Regions from separate parts of the Mus musculus genome. Here all the other regions are linked to region 5. The links are chromatin contacts, called in public HiChIP or PLAC-seq and promoter capture Hi-C maps. All regions are on one chromosome and are shown on one strand. Each heading gives the region's core, a stretch centred on a gene start, on an enhancer-like site or on the middle of the called end of the contact. The rest is flanking DNA. Distances are from core to core; before and after follow the strand shown. Region 1 holds the start of Tmod1 (tropomodulin 1). Region 2 overlaps Xpa (xeroderma pigmentosum, complementation group A). Region 3 holds the start of Gabbr2 (gamma-aminobutyric acid (GABA) B receptor, 2). Region 4 overlaps Ncbp1 (nuclear cap binding protein subunit 1). Region 5 holds the start of Nans (N-acetylneuraminic acid synthase (sialic acid synthase)).

Region 1 (2,700 bases), core at 108-2,607, 450 kb after region 5:
GACTCTCCACACTATTACTCCAGCCTGGGAAAGTCCCAGACATTAGCAGATCACAAAAGAGGGGTGCAGAGTCCCCAAACCTGCCAGGAAAGGTCGGTAGAGACAGGAAAGGCAAGCAGACTGCAGTGGGGGTTGGCATGACCTTGAGCAAAGGGTTCTGAAGCCCTTACAGGGGCAACAGTGGGACCCAGGGTGAAAGATAAACCCTGTGGGAGGGAGCCCCCACTAAGAAAGAACCCAGAATCTGGGTTTAGAGTCTGGCTCTGCCAGGTCTTCGGAATCTCATGGGGAAAGCTGAGAGAGGTAACTAAACAGAGAGCTGGGGAGGTTCCGGGTTAAGGGAGTTATCACAGGTGCCACACAGGGAACTGAATTGCCTGAGCCTGCCCAGTTCATTTGGTCACTTGTTTTGCCGAGGTGCTGCTAGCAACTCAGCCTAGAGATGCTCCCAAACACCCCAGGCACACTTCCCAGGCTATTCCGAGGGCCACAGTGGGTCCTAGGCCAGGATTTGAGTTCCAAGAGCCACCAAAGTCTCTGACTTTTGCAGCTGTGTCCTCAGCATCCTTACCCTGCCTGAAACTGCAGAACAGGTGCAGGGGAGTGTAGGCAGTTCAGAGCACGCCCTGGCCACTCTCGTGGCCCCGGGTACCATCTCTTTGAAGGACCCTAACTTCACCTTACAAACAGGAAAACGAGATCCAGAAAAGAAAGGAGGGTTGCCTAGGCCGCCCCTCAAACTGGAGACAACCAGTGGCCTCCTGCCTCTACCTGGTTGCGCGCAGCGAGGCAAGCGCAGCTGGTGCTTTAAACCTCAGCTAGTTCCAGCAGTTTGGGAAACTTTTCAGGCGCCGGCCAGATCGGTGCTCAGAGGACTCAGCGTCCCCCGAGCGTGTATCCCCTTCCTCCCCAGACTCCCAGGAGGGCTCGTGACCAGCTCACAACGTGCCAATGCCCAAGGCACCCCGGGCGGCTCCCAAGGTCCCCGGGAGACCAGGTCTAGTGCCCCGGGCGCCCTGACTAGGGTTGGGCGCATCAGGCTGCAGGGACGCTTAGCGCCAGCGACCCGATCATCAGGCTGGGGAACCGGACCCCGATCCCCGAAGGCCACCCGAGGCGGCGGCTATTTATAGAGGGAACCGTGCTCAGTCCCTTCTCAGCGGCTGCGACAGCTGAATATTTTGCCCAGATATGGCTGCGCCCCGGCGCGGCGGCAGGGAGCCCCGCGAGGCCGAGGGGGACCTAGGGATGGCGGGCGGGGGGTCTTACCGGGATGCGGGGTGGCGCGAGCGCGGGCGGCGGCAATGAGCGGAACGCGGGGCTTGGCGAGTTCCCTGGCGGCCGCGGGTGGGAAGCCGGGGGCGGGCCCTGTTCTGCTGTCACCGCGCCCCGCCCCAACCCGCCGCCCTCCCCGCCCTCCTGCTCTACCAGGGGCGACAGGGTGCTGCGCGGTCCCCGGCCTGGGAGCAACACTCGCTATTAGGATCTAGGGCCACCCCAGCCCCGGAGGCAGGGGAATGTGTGGTTCCCTGCCTTGTTCTCGGTTTCTCCAACTTGATTTTATGCTACGTTGGAGGTATCTGGACAAAGTCGCGCAGATCTTTACTCTCGTCTAGAATGTTCCAGTAAAGTCAGCACAGCTACACCTAGCTTCCTTTGAAGAGGCAACCTGTCCCCTCGGCCAGGACTGGCACGGGCCCAGGGCTTAATAACCATCTGTGGACGTGCAATTCCAACGCAGAATTGAACGCCTTCTCCCTACACAGCATTGAGACTGGAGCGTCCGAAATCACCACTTAAAATAATCGGAATGAAAGTTCCTCCTTCTTAAAAGGCTAATGTGTTCTCTCCAGAACAAACCACTTAAACCCAAACCGAAGCCTTTAAGTGTTTCAATAAACAAACGGCTCCTACCAACGAATCCAAACAGGCACAGGGAACATCTCCGTTGGATTATCCTACCGTATTTTTTGGTGAGGGAAATCTTAATTCCTAGATGCCTAAGGAGAAACGCTGAAAAGTATTTTCCTAATGCATTACTGTATTATAAAACCCTCGCCCTATTAAGAATGTCCTTTTCAAGGGAGAAGTGGGGTGTATTTTTAAACAAAGCAGGGACTTACTATTCCCAAGGACTTATTTTTAAGCGTTTTGTTGTGGGTGTAAATACTTTCAGGGCACATATTAGTGTGTAGCTTTCTGAATTTTATAGTAAGAACACCTGTGCAAGCCAACCAACAGCCTGACCCCGCTCCCCAGTCACCCACCTCTCCCTTCTAAGACACTGTTTTGTGGACCCTTCCAGAAGTCTTGCCCTTATTGTCAGGTTGGTGCCTCTTGCTCGCTGCTGAGGCTAATTTGTGACGCACCATTCTTTCCTACTGTTCAATTTATAGGTTTCATCCCCAGCGAATTTACCATATGAACATAATATGGTATTTCCATATGAATGCATCCTATTTTAAAAGTGTACTTTGCTAGTAGTGGAAATTCAGAATATTAGTGTGGCTCAGATTATTCTTTCTCATGGTCTGCAGGAAGCTGAGTTGGAGAGTTGAGTCTCTAGGAGAGATGAGCAGAGGATTAATGCTACTTGCAAGTGGTTCCCACTTAAGTTAAACCACTTCGGTTTAACAAGAATTGCTACATTGTAGCTACACTGGTAGAGAGGAGCCGCATTCATTGAGGCTTTGATCCACA
Region 2 (2,700 bases), core at 198-2,697, 300 kb after region 5:
ATTGCCATGAGTCTCAGAAGAGACTTTGAACTTGGACTTTTAAATGTTGTTGAGACTGTGATAGACCATGGGGACTTTTGAATGGACTTTTGAAGTTGAACTAAATGCATTTTGCGTTGGTTTTGGCTACAAGCCTTGGGGGCTGGGCAGGGAATGAAATGTGGTTTAAATAGGTTTGGCTCTCATAGACTCCTGTGTTTGAATGCTTGACCGACAGGAGTGGCACATTTAGGAGGTGTGGCCTAGTAGGAGGAAGTGTGTCACTATGGGGCTGGGCTTTGAGGTTTCCTATGCTCAAGCTCCACCCAATGTGGAAATTCAGTCTCTTTCTGGCTGTCTGCAGAATCCAGTCTCCTGCTGACTTTGGATCAAGATGTAGAACTCTCAGCTCCTTTTCCAGCAGCATGTCTGCCTGCATGCTGCCATGTTCCTGCCGTGATGATAATAGAGTAAACTTTATTGCTGAACTGCCTCGACCTTCCAGCAATTTCTTTATGTTTTTGTTGTTGTTTTTTTGGTTTTTGGTTTTTGTTTTTGTTTTTTTTTTTTTTTTGGGTTTTCGAGACAGGGTTTCTCTGTGTAGCCCTGGCTGTCCTGGAACTCACTCTATAGATCAGGCTGGCCTTGAACTCAGAAAACTGCCTGCCTCTGCCTCCCAAGTGCTGGGATTAAAGGCGTGCGCCACCAAATTATTTATGGATGTTTAGGCCTTCTAGCTTAGGCTTCTTCCCAGCTAGCTCATAGAGCCTAATTAACTTGTTTATTCTAGTCAGTGTCCTGCCACGTGTGCCTGCGGCCGGCCCGTTTTCTTTCTTAAGCCGGTCAGAAGGTTTTTAAGCAGCGCTGAGACAGGTATTGCTTCATAAAAATAACAATACCACAGTCCAGGTATTCAGAGCCCTGCTGGTAAAGAAATCAACATTTGAATAAACAAAGACAACCTTTACACAGTGTGCAAGAAGATTATCCCAGCAACCTCTGAAGCTGCAAGCCAGCCCCAGTTAGATGTTTTCCTTTGTAAGAGTTGCCTTGGTCGTGGTGTCTGTTCACAGTAGTAAAACCCCAAGGTCTTTTTTCCTCTTAGAAAATTGTTTTCCATAAACCTAAGGTTAATCAGTTTCTCCCCCAGTAAGCATTTGTGTCAGGCATAAGATCTATGACAATAAGCTAATAAGGTAGAGAAAAGTCCGTTGTGTTAGTCCTCTGACAGAATAAAGACTTCCCTTTCTCTTGCAGGGCCCGTCATGGAGTTTGATTACACCATCTGTGAAGAATGCGGGAAAGAGTTCATGGACTCGTACCTTATGAACCACTTTGATCTGCCAACGTGTGACAGCTGCAGGTGCTTGCCTTAAACTACTGTTTGGTTTTGTGGTGCTGGAGACTGAGGCGGTCTAGGTAACCCAGCTACTGAGCTACGGCCTCAGCCCACACTGGGCTGCCTCACTGCCTCCCAAGTGGAGATTTCTGGGTCTGCCCTGCGCCTTCCCAAGCTTGCACCTCTGGCTCTTCTCTCTAGGGAATTTTGGTTAAAACGTTAAAGTGGTTTTTAGTTCCTTTTCAAATATGCCTTTACCACGGCTGCAGGTCTCCAGTAGCCCCTGATTACCTCCTCAACGCTTGCCCCCACTTACTGCTGGCGTGTGTGCCGTCCCCTGTCTGCCTGCCCGCAGCTCCTGTACGCCTCCTTCTCTGCTTAGCAGGTTTCTTCCTGGCTTGCTCTGGGCTCTGTTCACCAGTGTCCTCAGCAGAGGCTTCTTCTGGTGACTGTCCTGTCAGGAATCCTTGTCCCTTCAGTGTGCCATATGATCGTAGAGCGTCTTTCCTGTCATTATGTGGGCCGTCTTCTGACTGGGACAGAGCTTCATTAAACAAGGCCCTATTTTATCCACTAAATCATGATGGCTGTCTTCTTATCACCTTGAACAGTGCCTGACATCGGGGTGACAAACGAAGGAAAAGAATTAACCAGTTCACGGCCTTCTGTAAACTTTGGTGTTGCTTCAAGTTCTCACGGTCTCTGTTTTTACTTTGGTTTTGAGCCACCAGAACCCAGCTGTGTTTAGGAAATGGGACCTTGGGATATTTATTTTTTGCCCATCTTTCTGGATCAGGGTCTGTGTACCCCGGGCTGGGCTTGAACTTGCGGTCGGTTCTCTCTCTTTAGCCTCTCAAGTCCTGGGACGATGGCATGGGCCGCTACTTCTGGTGACCTTGTAACTGATTTGTATTTTCTTTCTCCATGAGCCCTTTTTTCATTGTGTCTTCCCTACTCTTATTTCAAGTTCTTTCTGAAATAAGAGGGACTTTAAGAAGATTCTTAATTGTGATATGACTTGAGTCTGAATTTATGACTTTAAACATGAGAACCAAAGGCAGAGACGTCTGTGTGCAGGCCTTGTGGGTGCTGGGCTGTCTGAAAACTCAGCTTAACTGGACATTATATAACATGTATATAATGTTCTTAATCTCTTTCCAGAGATGCTGATGATAAACACAAGCTTATAACCAAGACAGAAGCGAAGCAAGAGTACCTTCTGAAGGACTGTGATCTAGAGAAGAGAGAGCCAGCGCTCAGGTTCCTTGTGAAGAAGAACCCACGCCATTCACAGTGGGGCGATATGAAGCTCTACCTAAAGCTACAGGTGTCTAGTAAGCCGGAGGCTGGGATGTCCGACTGGAGGTGAACTTCCAGCGTAG
Region 3 (2,700 bases), core at 141-2,640, 500 kb before region 5:
CCTAGAAAGTGGCTATGCGGGCAGGCGCCCTGGCTGATTTGGCCTCAGGGTCTCTGGAGCTGTCCAAGGTACTGCCGTCCTCAATTCAGCCTGGGCTCTATCTTCCAGGTTTCCTCCGGGTTTCCTGCCCAGCTCCAAATATGCAGACTCCATTTAGATGACCCATTACAAACTGTGTGGAGGAACGGGATCTAGAGCTACTGAGAGCACCGTGGCCTCCATGTCCTCCTTTTGGAAGGGCTTTCCAATATCAGGGGTGCATAAGAGTCCTTTGTGGCTGTGCATTCTGCTTCCCCTGTATTAGCTGTATATTATCGATCAGTGTATTCTTCTGTAAAACGGGAATGATAGACCCACTGTACTAAGCGTATACGGCTGTTTTGAGGATACATCAGATATGTCAGGTAGCAAGCAGTTAGTGAAGGTTAAATTCCCACCCTTGTTACAAGGTCGTGCTTTTGGTCCACAATGCTTGGATGGGCTGTTTTATAATGTAATGTAATGTATCCTTGTACTAGTCAGGCTTTGGGATGTTGTAGGTTAGTGCTCACAAGTGCCATGATTCACAGGGAGGCACAGAGGGGTTACTCAGGTTCATCTTGTCCAGGACTACTTTGCCTGGGGTTATCCAGTGTGTTTATACCACCTGGGAGACAGAATGAGCCAAGTCCAGGCTGTGCTTCTTGGGACTGAAGACAGGGTTCCCACCCAGGGGAGAATTTTAAGGCGGGGCCCTCTGGGACTGGGGACACCGGGAGGTCAAACGCCTGGAGGAGGCGGTAGTACTCATAGGTCTCCTATCCCAGCCCTGACCTGGGCTTGGCAAAGGACTCCAGACTGGATCAAGGGTCCCAGGTTCCCTGGTAGCTGGCACAGGAGAGCGCAGGCTGCTGGTGCCCCTAGGACACCTTTGTAGAACGTTCGTTTCCTCGACTCGCCCGCCCAGACCTGGGAGAAGCAGTACCCAACCACCTTGCAGGTGCTACAGGAAGCGCAAGGCGAGGCGCCCGCGTCCCCCGCGCATAGCAGCTTCGATTCCCCCGAACGTGGGGCTCTGGAGCTCAGTCCCCGGCGGCGGGGTCAGCCGGCCGCAGCAGCCGGCGCGGCGCAGCGCCCGGGGCGCGAGTGTGCGTGTGCCGGGAGCACGGCCCTCCCCGCGGCAGCCGCAGCGCCGGCGCCTCCCCCTCCCCCGGCGCGCACGGCCCGTCCCTGTCCCCGGAGGCGGCCCGAGCCGCCGCTCAGCAGCCTTGCCTTCGCCTCCCGAGCCTCCTGCCGCCCTCCCTCCCCTGGCCGGGCTCCAGGGTCCGACGTCCCGCGGCTCCGAGCAGGAAAGAGCTGCGATCGCGCACGGAGGCGGGAGGAGGCGGCCGGGTGCGGGGCGGCCGCGCTGGAGAGAGGCGCGCGGAGACTCGGCCCCCTCGGCGCTCGCTCGCTCGCTCGCTCGTTGGCTCCCCGCCTCCCGCACTCCGCTGGCTCCCACCCCTTCCCGGCGTGATTGATCCGTCACGGGCGCCGCCGCCGCCGCCGCGGCCGTTCTGAGCGAGCAGAAGCCGGAGCCGAGCCGGGGCCCGTGCCGGCGCCATTGCGCGGGAGCCGCGGGCAGAGCTCGGCGCCGGGCGGCGGGCCGGGCCAGGCCATGCGGGCCGAGTGAGCTGGCGCCCGCAGCCCGCGGCGCGGCATGGCTTCCCCGCCGAGCTCCGGGCAGCCCCGGCCGCCGCCGCCACCGCCGCCGCCCGCGCGCCTGCTGCTGCCCCTGCTGCTGTCGTTGCTGCTGTCGTTGGCTCCCGGGGCCTGGGGCTGGGCGCGGGGCGCCCCCCGGCCGCCGCCCAGCAGCCCGCCGCTCTCCATCATGGGCCTCATGCCGCTCACCAAGGAGGTGGCCAAGGGCAGCATCGGGCGCGGCGTGCTCCCCGCCGTGGAGCTAGCCATCGAGCAGATCCGCAACGAGTCACTCCTGCGCCCCTACTTCCTGGACCTGCGACTCTACGACACCGAGGTAAGTGTCCAGTGACCCATGCCGTCGAGGCTGGGGGCGTCGAGGAGGGACAGAGCCGTGATTGTCTCCTCCTCGCTGGCTGACCGCGTACTGGGTCCATCAGGGTCTCACTGGGCTTGGCTGGAGCAGGTGGGACCCTGATCTGTGAGCACCTTCCACCTCTGTGTGGGTGTGGAATGGGGGTCTCCTTTGACCAGAGGAGGAGTTAGAGATGTGAGAGGTTGGACTCCCAGAGGCCTGCGCCGGTTGCCCCTGTCCGGTGCTGCTCCTAGGGTTGTCAGGTGCCAAGTAAGAGGAACACGCACACTGATTACAAACTGGGCCAGCCACAGCTGGACAGGCTATGGGGCCTATTCCCAGACCCTAAAAATTCCAAGCCGCCCTTTTAGGGCTAGAGGGCTCCAGGACCCTCGGGGGCCAAGCTTCGGGCAGGACCGATCCTGTGGTGCACTTCTGCAGCTCAGGGCTCGCGCGCGCCACGGTCAGCCTCGGAGCCCGGAGGGTTCTGCAGCGCTGCTGCCTGGATCTGTCCAGCGCTGGCAGTAGCTGGAGCAGTTTTGGGAGACTCCCCTTCCCCCTCTCCCCGCCTTGGGTTAGTTGCTCATAGAGTGGCTTGACAGGTCTAGCCCGGGACGTGTGGTGGTGTCCGATCGCGCTTCCACTTTTGTTCAGCAGCTGCTAACACCGCTGAGCAGGTGCACACT
Region 4 (2,700 bases), core at 79-2,578, 330 kb after region 5:
CCCACCTACCTCTGCCTTCCAAGTCTAAATTAAAGGAGTGCATATCATACTCAGCATGGGTTTTATTAATATAAGCTCTCCCCAGGAATTTTAGGGCCTCTTAGGTGAGGGGTGAAATATGCAGGTGCTCAGAATAGCTGGCAGACTGTGTGACCACCAATAGGTCACCACAGAGCTCGTGTCACCAGAGCTGTGTCTATGCTTTAACTTGGCCTGAGGCTCAGCTGAAGAAGTCATTCTCTCACCATCATCATCAACCTGGTTAGGGTTTGGTACGTCCTTCAGAATGCTGAAGATCTCATCGTTGGTTGCCTTACTTTTAAAAGCAACAGATAAACAGAGTGCCACGGAATGTCCAGGAAGAGAATCTAAGCACAGAACAGAAGGGAAGGCAGAGTAAGCTCAGAGACTCTTCTAGGAGCAGCTAAACCAAGTTTGTTATTTCCTTTTAAAACAGCATACTTCAGCCCAAGATCAGTATTTAAACCACGTATGTTAAGACAGACAAAAGCTTCACCTACTTTAATGCTTTTTCATCTAGACTGAGAGAGGTTAGTTACACTCAGTGTCAGTACTCATGAGCGCACCAGTCCTCAGGTCTCCCAGACATTTTAAATCCAAAAGCGTCTTGCTCACTTTTGCCAACAACACTTTCTTTTAGGGCAAATGAGTTCAAACAAGGTGAACATCGCCAAGATGAGGGCTCTGTGTTTAAACCCTGCATGCTTACTGCTGGTTAGGACTTTGTGAGTAAGTGCTTATGGTATAGAATTTATGTTAAATTAATATAAAGGTATCAAAGGGAAAAGAAATGTACTTTCAATGAAATTCAGACAATGGTAACAAGAAGGGCAATTTTGACATAAGATCATAAGACCTGTCATAACTAACGTCTGTCACAATAGGCCACACAAGGATAATCATATAGCTAATACTGTGAGCCTGTCTCTTAAAGTAGAAGGAAATTCTATGAAAACCAAACAAAAATTTTTAAAAATCTCTCTCTCTCTCACTCACACACACACACACACACACGCACACACGCACGCACACATACATACATACATACACACACACACGCATGCGCATGCGCATAAGAAAATAAGAACCCACTGTCAAGGAATTTACACACTAGCTAAGAACCAGGAAATTTACTTCAGAAGTAGACAGAAAGCATTTTTATGGTTTGTTAAAGGTTAACAAATAACTAACTTGGGCCAGACCAAGGAGGAAAAGAGGAACTAGAGATAAAAAGAGCTTTCTGTAGTGTGGAAGGAAGAACACTTCTCAGACACAGACCTTCCTTGCAGCACAGAATGTGAGGCTCATGAATGGTGACAACATTCAGTGCAACCACAAGAGCAGGGTGGAAACCTGCCCTCTACCTCTGTACCCGTCACCACTGCACACCTGCCACCAGGAAGCTTAAATGGCCCAACACAAAAAGACCACAGCAATTCCAGCACGCCTGATTCATGGTGCAATCCCTCAACCCATGGGGCTAAACGCTGAAAGCCATGATGACAAATTTACTTCTAGAAGCAGACTGCCAAGTGCCCAGGGGTCCCAGCATAAGGTGTGCTGGAGGGGGTCTCGTGTCAACTTGACACAAGCTACTTATCTGAAAGGAGGGAACACCCATTGAGAACAGGTTCCTTAAGGCTCAACTGTAGCTCTTGCTCTCTTCCATCTCTCTTCCCTCTTGTCCCCTTGCTCCCCCTCTCTCCCCACCCACCCCTCCACATGGCCATGGCCGACCTCACTTATCTACTCTCTCTCTTTCTCTCTGCCTTTCTCTGCCTCTGCTACTCTCTTAACTCCCCTCCCCATGCCCTAAATAAACTCTATTCTCTACTAAAAAAAATAAAAAAAGACTCGGCCGTAGGGGATTTTTTAAATTAGTGATTGATGTGGGAGAGCCCAGCCCACTGTGGGTGGCCCCACCCCTGGGATGGTGGTCCTGAATTCTACATGGAAACAGGGTCAGCAAGCCAGGGGAGGAAGCCAGTAAGCAGCGGCCCTCCATGGCCTCTGGCCTGCCTGAGTTCTCATTTCCTTTGGTGATGAACACATGGAGTATAAACCAAATAAACCCTTCCCTCAGCGTGCTGTGGCCACGGCGCTCCAACACAGCAACATCAGTGCTAACCAGGACAAGAATGAGAACCAGTTCAAGAAGTCTCCATCATAACAAATGGACACTTTCAGTTTTAGTACATTCCAGGAAAGAAGTCCTCTTACTACTCTTTGTGCTGTATTAAAAATGTCATGTAAAAACACTGTGAACAATACAAAATAGAAGAAACCTAAAAGCTAACAATAACAACAAAATCTTTAATCTAGTGGCTAATATGGGTCATTTTTTCAAATACAGAAATAAATCTGTTTCTCCTCCTACAAACAGCCAGCTCCAGAGCACGCACAGGTCAGTACTTTTTAAGGAGAGAGACTTGTCGATTCATTACTTACTGCTACTTTCATCTCCATACTTGTAAATGCAGGTTGGGTTTGCAGGACACAGAGCTGAGAAGGTGGGAGGAACAATATCTAATATATGTTGATGGTAAGACAACCTACAACACAAATAAGAGCCTCAGAAAAGTCTCATGTTTCAGTCTTTGGTAATACTCAACTTGCCCAGAAAGCCAGAATCCAAGATCCCAAACTCAGTGAACAACTAAGAGGCAAATGGGAACAGTC
Region 5 (2,700 bases), core at 42-2,541:
ATGCCTACACTCTCGACACTTGGGAGACTATGACAGGAAAACGGGTCCAAGCTTGAGAGCCTAGCCTAGTCTACAGAGTAAATTCCAAGCCAATCTACATTACAGAGTGAGACTCTTGTCTCCAAAAACAATAATAACAATCAATTAAAAAGATAACAAACCAAAAAAAGAAAAAAGAAAAAAGAAATCACAGGGTAGACTTTATGAAAGCTGAGGGTTAGGGTCACAATGACGAACAGGACGGTTTCTCTTCAAAGATTCATTCAAAACAAAGAAAGGATTAAAAGAAAGTATGACAAGTCCTGAGTGAAGGCTAGCACCTGTAATCCCAGTACTTGGAAGCCTGAAGCAAAATATCTGAGGGATAGCCTGGGATACATGATGACTCCCAGTCTAGCCCAGGTTAGAGTAAGTCCCTGTTTTAAAAGGACTAGAAGCAAAACACCGTGAGACCTAGGGCTGCGGGCTGTAGCTGGAGAAGCCATCCCTGTCGTTCGGACTGAACGTGTGGAAACTTACTAAGAGAAGTGGGTGGGCGTGTAGTCACAAGCATCTCAGCAGCTGTAGTTAGTGGTCACCCAAGGAGCCCTGGACTAATTATTGTGCTTTTCACTCCTTCCCTTCACGGATGCTCATCCCAGCTCCATGAAGCCGGGTTTTCAAATCAGGCAGCTTAGTCCCTAACCCGATCTGCACTTTTTACCGGTTAGTAATCCAAACACTGGGACTGAGAAAAACCACACCAACTTCCAAGGACTGTAGACAAATATCACACGGGAGGATCTCTGGGGTGGCATATGACAAGCAGGAAGGGGCTGGGTCCCTAAGATTCTGGTTAGGTAGGAAGCCACGGAGCAGGCCAGGCAAGGGTAGGAGCTGATCTAAACAGAAAGAAGATCGGTTGGGAGGGCGAGCAAGAGCAGCTGTTAGACGGAGTTGGGGAGCCGAGGCAAGAGAGACGCGGAGCACAGGACCAGAAGGCAATCGCGGCCGCGCTCTCCCAAGCCCCTCCGTGAATTCTCCCGGGCCCCTCCGTTAGCCTGCCCCCCGCCCGGGTTCCCTGCAAACTCCTCCGTCAACCTTCCTGGGCTCCTCCGCTACTTACTCCTCCACGGGCCCCGCCCCTCACCTTGGCAGTGCGGATCATGCGCTTGGCCACATCTATGTCTCCTTGGTGGTTCTGGCCGATCTCCGCGATGATGAAGCACGGGTGCTTTCCACCCACCCAGCGCCCGGGACACAGCTCCAGTTCCAGCGGCATGGTGCATTACCCGCGCCTGCTTGCTGCCCCGGGCGTTTCCGCACCCGCCGCGCAGGCCCGCAGGTCTCAGCCCCGCCACGTCAGCCGGCGGCTGTCGCGCAGCCAATCCGCGGGCCCCGTCTCGCTCGACAGCCAATCGGAGCCTTACCTCTGCAGAGAGCGGGGAGAAAAGCAAGCCCCGCCCCTCCAGCGCTGCCTACGCCTCTAGACACAATTTGGTCTACTTTATGGCTAGATAGAAGAACAAGGAGAGAGTGCAGCCCATGAAGCAGTCAGGAAAGTAGGTGTTCTAGAGTTCGAATCCCATGGTTGCGGATTCTGAGACAGAACAGAAAGACGAGGAAATCTTGCGAGCATAAGACAGAGAGGAGCGCTCACCCAAGAATCTGCGTGATGTCTTTTGTCAACAGACTAACAGGAATTTCCACGCAGCCGCTAACAACTAACTGTAGTCTGCAGTTTTCTAGAAATCTCATGAAAAATCACGTTAGAGGGAAAGGGCAGACACCAAATGCCTCAGGAAACCCTAGTGGCTCCTGGTTTTGCCATATCAGGTTATACCCCATCCAAGGCATCTCTGGAGCCACCTCACTTTCCAAGAGAGTGAAGGAAATGGGTGGTGGTGGGGAATCTTAGTAACCTTGTGAGATGCAACTTGAGAAGCACTAAAATGGTATTTGTGGCTAACATTAAGACAGTTATGACTCTCTGGTCTTCTCAAGCATTGTTTACATTCTTCCCTGAAACAGAAGTATCATATAGAATTGTAAGACAGTATATAGAAATCTTTGAAGCCGGGCATAGTGGCACACGCCTTTAATCCCAGCACTCGAGAGGCAGAGGCAGGCAGATTTCTGAGTTCGAGGCCAGCCTGGTCTACAAAGTGAGTTCCAGGACAGCCAGGGCTATACAGAGAAACCCTGTCTCGAAAAAAACAAAAGCAAAAACAACAAAAAAAGAAATCTTTGATTGCAAAAATTGGTATGGTATTTAATTTGTTTAATTTGTTTTTATGTATATGGTTTGTTTTGTGCACCACATGTGTGCCTGGTACCTGAAGAACTGAGAAGAGGGAATCATAGTCCCTGGAATTGGAGTACAGACGATTGTGAGCCACCAAGTGGATGCTGAGAACTGAGCCCAGGTCCTCTGGAAGAGCAGCCAATGAGCCTTATCGCTGAACCATGCATGCCTCCAGTCCACAGTGCAGTACATTTTAGACAGCCATAGCTGTTTCTACTATATGAGAGGCATTAGCCTCAGGGAGTTTCACTAATTTGGCCAAAGTCATCCTGAACTCTAGAGCGGGGCTCAGACTGCGGCCCTGGAGTGTCTCCCAGCCCGGGTCTCCTACAGCACACTCCTTGGATTTCAGAGTTAGATCGATTTCCTGTTTGACTACACAGAACTGAAGAACGGAAGACAGCCAGGACAGAGGT

What was found. Promoter capture Hi-C pulls out the DNA fragments that hold promoters and counts their contacts. HiChIP or PLAC-seq counts read pairs in DNA pulled down with a chosen protein or histone mark.
Region 1: a contact with region 5 is called in a promoter capture Hi-C map of erythroid cells, with 8 times the contacts expected there. The contact joins the promoter of Tmod1 here to the promoter of Nans in region 5.
Region 2: an H3K27ac HiChIP or PLAC-seq map of embryonic stem cells shows a contact between it and region 5, with 6 read pairs. The contact joins the enhancer-like site here to the promoter of Nans in region 5. A contact is called at or near these places in 9 of 39 promoter capture datasets (the C10 cell line, the HPC-7 cell line, cranial neural crest and 5 more), 1 of 15 datasets of contacts at CTCF or cohesin (the NIH/3T3 cell line), 6 of 484 Hi-C or Micro-C datasets (B cells, the G1E-ER4 cell line, embryonic stem cells and 2 more), 11 of 115 datasets of contacts at active chromatin or transcription factors (the 230-238 cell line, astrocytes, bone marrow-derived macrophages and 6 more) and 3 of 9 other capture datasets (adipose tissue, liver and pancreatic islet).
Region 3: a contact with region 5 is called in a promoter capture Hi-C map of pre-B cells. The contact joins the promoter of Gabbr2 here to the promoter of Nans in region 5. A contact is called at or near these places in 5 of 39 promoter capture datasets (the 3T3-L1 cell line, liver, neutrophils and 1 more) and 1 of 115 datasets of contacts at active chromatin or transcription factors (large pre-B cells).
Region 4: a promoter capture Hi-C map of the HPC-7 cell line shows a contact between it and region 5. The contact joins the enhancer-like site here to the promoter of Nans in region 5. A contact is called at or near these places in 5 of 39 promoter capture datasets (the C10 cell line, the HPC-7 cell line, cranial neural crest and 1 more) and 1 of 115 datasets of contacts at active chromatin or transcription factors (bone marrow-derived macrophages).

Annotation. Positions count from the first base shown.
Region 1 is chr4:46,037,879-46,040,578 of GRCm38.p6, reverse strand. Tmod1 (tropomodulin 1) reads right to left here and starts at 1,357. Exons shown (of 10, transcript NM_021883.2): 1 at 1,270-1,357.
Region 2 is chr4:46,184,233-46,186,932 of GRCm38.p6, reverse strand. Xpa (xeroderma pigmentosum, complementation group A) reads left to right here. Exons shown (of 6, transcript NM_011728.2): 3 at 1,237-1,342; 4 at 2,480-2,645. Among named protein-coding and RNA genes, the nearest start is that of Xpa, 11 kb to the left of the region's middle. Within about 2 kb of position 1,447, at least 20 of the 459 cell types and tissues checked have an H3K27ac peak or open chromatin away from gene starts, as enhancers often do. A contact at or near this core is called in embryonic stem cells and pancreatic islet, where this site is marked.
Region 3 is chr4:46,990,404-46,993,103 of GRCm38.p6, reverse strand. It overlaps Gabbr2 (gamma-aminobutyric acid (GABA) B receptor, 2), which reads left to right and starts at 1,390. Exons shown (of 19, transcript NM_001081141.2): 1 at 1,390-1,996. The coding sequence starts at 1,679.
Region 4 is chr4:46,162,834-46,165,533 of GRCm38.p6, reverse strand. Ncbp1 (nuclear cap binding protein subunit 1) reads right to left here. Exons shown (of 23, transcript NM_001033201.3): 15 at 2,470-2,573; 16 at 246-368. Among named protein-coding and RNA genes, the nearest start is that of Ncbp1, 26 kb to the right of the region's middle. Within about 2 kb of position 1,328, at least 38 of the 459 cell types and tissues checked have an H3K27ac peak or open chromatin away from gene starts, as enhancers often do. A contact at or near this core is called in the HPC-7 cell line, where this site is marked.
Region 5 is chr4:46,487,920-46,490,619 of GRCm38.p6, reverse strand. It overlaps Nans (N-acetylneuraminic acid synthase (sialic acid synthase)), which reads right to left and starts at 1,291. Exons shown (of 6, transcript NM_053179.3): 1 at 1,130-1,291. The coding sequence starts at 1,261.